2 separate regions of the Astyanax mexicanus genome follow, and region 1 is linked to region 2. A link is a contact called in public Hi-C data. All regions are on one chromosome and are shown on one strand. The core of a region is the stretch at or near the end of the contact, and the rest is flanking DNA. Distances in the headings are between cores, read along the strand shown.

Region 1 (2,700 bases), core at 188-2,687, 45 kb after region 2:
TCTAAATTCTGGTTGTTCTTTGGGACAAGTATTTAGGTACATCCAGACATAGTGGGAATTATGACAATATTTTATCGTACTGTGATTAATTAAGTTTGCTTGGAAAAGCTAACTTGCTGTTATTTGTAATCTTCTTCTTATTATTATTCTTTTTGCCTTTTTTGTAAAGCCCTTTTCTCACAGCTTTCGATGTGGAAATGCAAAATTTTGCAGGCTCGTAGGAACTATTCTAAATTACTCTGTTTGTGCCCTTTTTTGAAGCAATACGTAGTACGTAAAACAAGCGTTTTATGGCCCCTTTTGAGGGGGGATCCCACCTTAACGTGGGGATTTACACCTGAAAAGGGGGAAATTTCCCTCCCCACAGCAACCACCTAGCAATACCACAGCAACCACATAACACCACCATAGCAACCACCCAGCAATACCACAGCAACCACCCAGCAATACCACAGCAACCACCTAGCAACACCACAGCAACCGCATAGTAACACGATAACATCCAACTTGCAACACCACAGCAACTACATATAATTACCACAGCAACCACCTAGCAACACCATAGTGACCATCTACCAACACCACTGCAACCACCTAGTAACACCATAGCAACCACCTAGCAACACCACAGCAACTGTTCACCAACACCGTATCAACCATCCACCAACACCACAGCAACCACCTAGTTTTGGTATTGTGATTCATGATGCATTCTCCTTAGCATGTTGTGAATATCATCAGTCCTTAAAGAAAACTGACCAGATGTATGTTTCATTACAAAAACAAGTAGTTAGTCCTCTTCAATTGGATAAAATTTGTAGCATCTATGAATAAAAATGACTGTATAAAGATTTTATTTTCAAGAATCTGCCGCTTTTTATGCATTTATTCTGTCAATACATAGTTATAGGTATTGTGTATTGTAAATAAGTTTAAATATCATTATATCTTCTTTCCTATTTTACCTACCCTTACTCTTTTTGGATGTTGGACTCTTTTATATGTTAATAGACAAGAAGAACTCAACATACTTCAGCACTACATATATACTAGCGTACTTCACTCAATCGTATGCGGCACAATGGACCGGATCACACCGGATCAGTTGGGATGCAATTCCATACAGTCCAATCATATGCCACCCCACCTTCCTGTGTTTCCTATGGGAAGAGTTGTTAAGACAAACTGATGTAGAGACACAGCCTGAAAGAATACACAGCGTGACCCCTGCGAGCGGAGTGTGTGTGTGTGTGTGTGTGGGGCTGTTTTTACTCGTGGTGGGGGTAGGGTGATTGTAGAAGGTGGTGCTTGCCCCATTATATCCTCTGAGAGCCGCTAAAGATGAAGTGTCAGTCAAGAAAATGGCATTCTTTCAGGAGGTGAAAGGAGTGCGGCGCGAAAGAGGGAGAGAAAAGAATGAAAGTATAAAAGTTGCGTGGCCGGGGCTTTATTGGTGATCCAGCAGCCTCTCCTTGAACTCTGGGGGAGTGAAGAGAGCATGTGGTTGTGTGAATGGCCCTGCTATGAGTGAGTGTGTGTGTGTGTGTGTGTGTTTGTCAGGCTCAGTTAGCCTCAAACTGCACTGTTAGCTAACTAGCTAGCCTGCCAGTCTGGTCTGTGGTAGGTGTATGTGTGTGTGTGTGTGTGTGTGTGTGTGTGTGTGTGTGTGTGTGTGTGTGTGTGTATTTCTCTGTATTAAAACACAAACAGCTCTAGCTGTGTGTTCTCATTCAGGCTTGTTAAAGGCCCACACTTTTTACCTTTCTTTTTTTTTTGAGACTTTGAGCTGCATTGTATTTGACACACACACACACACACACTCTCTCTCTCTCTCTCTCTCTCTCTCTTTAATAAGCCCTATGTTACTCTTCCTTTCAGCTGCTCTATCAGAAAATCAATGATTGACCATTGCGGCCTAGTCTTAGACTTCACTGCCACCTAAGTGTGTGTGTGATTCAAGAGTTTGCAGAGCAGTAATGATTTCCGTCTCCCCGGCGCCCACTAGTGTATGAAATGAGAAGGCACCACCAGGCAGGCCATCCTCATGCTGTTCTTGGCCTGCTGAGGGGAAATGATGAAGCGTTCTGCTCTGTTCCGCTCCAGTTTGATCAGATTTCAGAGTGGTGCCCCCTTCTGTGGTCAGCCTGTGGTTTCACATGTGCTTTTCTTGGACCGCTCTGTTCACGGGGGAGAGACGGTCATTTGATGGGTGCTGATTTGTTTCAGCATTTTATTCAGACGCTGAACCACAACAGAGGAAACTGACTTGAAATTAGTTCAGAAGGTGTCCTGGGAATGCGTGCACGTTTTTTTATGTAGTCGAACTCATGAACGTGTTTCTGGTCTCTAGAAACACAGAGAGGAAGAGAGAGAGAGAGAGTGTGTGTGTAAGAGAGTGTGTGTGGTCATTCCTTTGTGTGTGTGTGTGTGTTTTTTTTTTTTTTTTTTTGAGGCAGTCTGCAGACCTTTCAGTGCAGCGCTGGTCAATAGCCACGGCCTCGTGAATCTTCCGCTTTTATAAACGCTGCAGTGGTCAAATAAGGCCGAGTGTGAAATGTGTCCATGGCAGCTATCTGAGGCAGTGAAGGACAGAAAGGGATTCTTCTGTCTGACCTCCTCTTTTAAAGGCAGGTTGTAGTAACCAGGAAAGAAAGGCCACTTACTCACTGCCAGTAAACCTCTCACAAAGCCACGAGAGAG
Region 2 (2,700 bases), core at 89-2,588:
CTCTACACACTGCCCAGCCCAATCAGCTTTCCCTCCTGCGCCACCCCTAAACCCATACATCACCCAGTGCCCCGCCCAAACTACCTCTCCCATTTTTTTGGCATTTTTCAAATTTGAGCTAAGGGTGGAGTCAGCTAAATTCAGGGGGTTTAGTTACCATACACTGATGACTTGGTACAGTAAGCTATAAGCTTGAATTTATATATTTATACAGTTATTTACCTGCATCTGAGCCCTCCTGGTATATTTATTTATTTGTTTATTTATTTGTACAAACAAATTGCACTGTAGCCCAGATAAATTGTTTTAATACTTTAATAAAACTGTAATACTATGAAACTGCATGACTTCAAGTGTTCAGATTGGTAAGCGACCACACGAGGGTGTTAAAAGCACAGTCTAGATTCGAGGAGCACGTGCTGACCACAACAAAGCCTTTCCACTGTTTTACTGTTTTCACATTTCCAAGAGAGGAGAAATGATCTCCTCTAAAAAAAAACACACACACACCAAAACCACAACCATAATCATAATCATAACTACCATAATCATAACCTGCCTCATCTTCACACGCAGTCGCACTCATCTTAAGGAAGTCATTTATTTTTTTATTTTGGTTTTCTCTGGTTATGTTTCGCCACGTCCAACATCTCGATACTCCATGCAGCTCATACACTCAGATACAGATCCTGATGACTAGTGGACTATGCTGCTGCTCGTTTATTTTTTCTTAAATATAAATAACTATAAAAATACAGCATTTACACACTATTATTTAATTTAACGTTACATAATGTAATCCATACATTTTTAATAGATGTATATATTACATATCTGTACATATTTTAACGTAATACAGCTCTGGAAAAAAATAAGAGACCACTTCAGTTTCTGAATCAGTTTTAAATAAAATTCCCAATAGAATATTGTCATTTAGAGCATTTATTTGCAAAAAATGAGAAATGGCTAAATTAACAACAAATATGAGAGCTTTCAGACCTCAAATAATGCACAGAAAACAAGTTCATATTCATAATCAATATTTGGTGGAATAACCCTGGTATTTATCACAGTTTTCGTGCATCTTGGCATGTTCTCCTCCACCAGTCTTACACACTGCTTTTGGATAACTTTATGATACTCGTGGTGCAAAAATTCAAGCAGTTCTGCTTGGTTTGATGTCTTGTGATCATCCATCTTCCTCTTGATTATATTCCAGAGTTTTTTCAATTTGGTAAAATCAAAGAAACTAAATTTTATAAGTTTTAAGAAACTTATTTTTTACAGAGCTGTATATTTAATTACAGTCCATTTTTAAATAAAGGAATAAATAAATAACTTTAAGGAATTAAAAGGATCCACTCCTCAGCCAATAAGAAGTTCCCGTGGCTCCCACGCTGTCCTATCAGTGGCGGAGGGGCGGAGCTCTGGCAGCACTTCTCGGTGCGTGGCTCTGAATTTTTCAGCCGTTCACTTTTCAGCTGGTAAAAGCGGTTCGGGCGGCGGAGCGGAGCGGCCACGCAGTCTGAGCCGGGCCGTATGGAGTGACCAGCCGAGGACCCCTCTTCCCCCACACACACTGAAAACTCACGCAAACCCCCCGGCGTGTGTTTATACTCTCCTTTATCTCCTCTTTCTGGCTCCCATTTTGATAGTTTAGCCCAAAGTTTGGGTCGGGCCGCATCGTCGTCATGTCGCAGCGGCTTCGTAAAAACGGCTCGCCGACGTCGAGCTGCGGGGTGAGCGGCGGAGCGGCGGCCGGAGCTTCGGGGATCAGCGCCGGGGTCAGTCTGCTGACTCGCCTGCTGCCCATGAAAGCCACCGTCCCGTTCCAGCTCAAGCCACAGCCGCAGCAACAGTTACAGCCCCAGCAGCTCCCTCTGGCGGCCAGGACGGTGCTGTCGGCCGCGGCGGCTGCTGCGGGAAGCGGCGCCGGCTTGAAGTGCCTCGGCGGCGGCTGCGACTCTGCTGGATCCCGCTGCTCTGCTAACCGGAGCCCCACAAGAGTCGCAGCCTCTGCAGCTCTGAGCCCGTCCTGCTCCTCTTCTTCCTCCTCCTGCTCTTCCTCCTCCTCTTCGTCAACACTCAGAAGTAGCCCTACTCTCGCTTCATACGTGGCCGCGTCCACTGCCCCACCTGCTGCCGCAGGTAGCGCGAGATCCTCCCAGTCTCAGGCGGCCTCACTTCTGTCCAGCGCTGGTAGCCCTGCCGGCCCCGCTGGCGCTGCTCTCGGACTCTCTACCCACACCTCCTCCTCCTCACAGCTGCAGCAGTCTAGCTGCTTCACGGACACTGTGGTGCTGACCCCACCGACCTCCTCTTCATCTTCCTCCTCATCATCATCCTCCTTTTCGTCTTGTGGTCACAGGGGTAAAGCTCCGGCACCCCCTCAGTGCTGCTCCCCGGACAATGACAGACTGTCCCCGGAGAGAATAAGCCCCAGCTCGCCTGTCTGCAAAGGTAACCTGCACCTGTCCCACAACTGATGGGTTTATATAAAATAAAATCAAAAAGTTAATGTGGGGTTCACTTCATTCATTCATACTGATTTCTTTGTAAAACAAACTAAAAACATGGTTTATATATTGCACATAAAACATACATCCATTTGATATTAAATCATCATAATAATAATGCTCGACTTGAAGCTACAGACATACAGAAGCTGTCCTGTTTGTTGCTATAGTTTTATATATTATA

What was found. Hi-C and Micro-C count contacts between places; a contact is called where the count stands out from the background.
Region 1: a contact with region 2 is called in a Hi-C map of muscle, with 19 times the contacts expected there. The contact joins the enhancer-like site here to the promoter of fam117bb in region 2. A contact is called at or near these places in 2 of 3 Hi-C or Micro-C datasets (both in muscle).

Annotation. Positions count from the first base shown.
Region 1 is chr11:35,690,079-35,692,778 of AstMex3_surface, forward strand. The region is part of intron 4 of fam117bb (family with sequence similarity 117 member Bb); the gene reads left to right. Among protein-coding and RNA genes, the nearest start is that of carf, 22 kb to the right of the region's middle. Within about 2 kb of position 1,438, the one cell type or tissue checked has an H3K27ac peak away from gene starts, as active enhancers do.
Region 2 is chr11:35,645,007-35,647,706 of AstMex3_surface, forward strand. It overlaps fam117bb (family with sequence similarity 117 member Bb), which reads left to right and starts at 1,339. Exons shown (of 8, transcript XM_007261061.4): 1 at 1,339-2,460. The coding sequence starts at 1,692.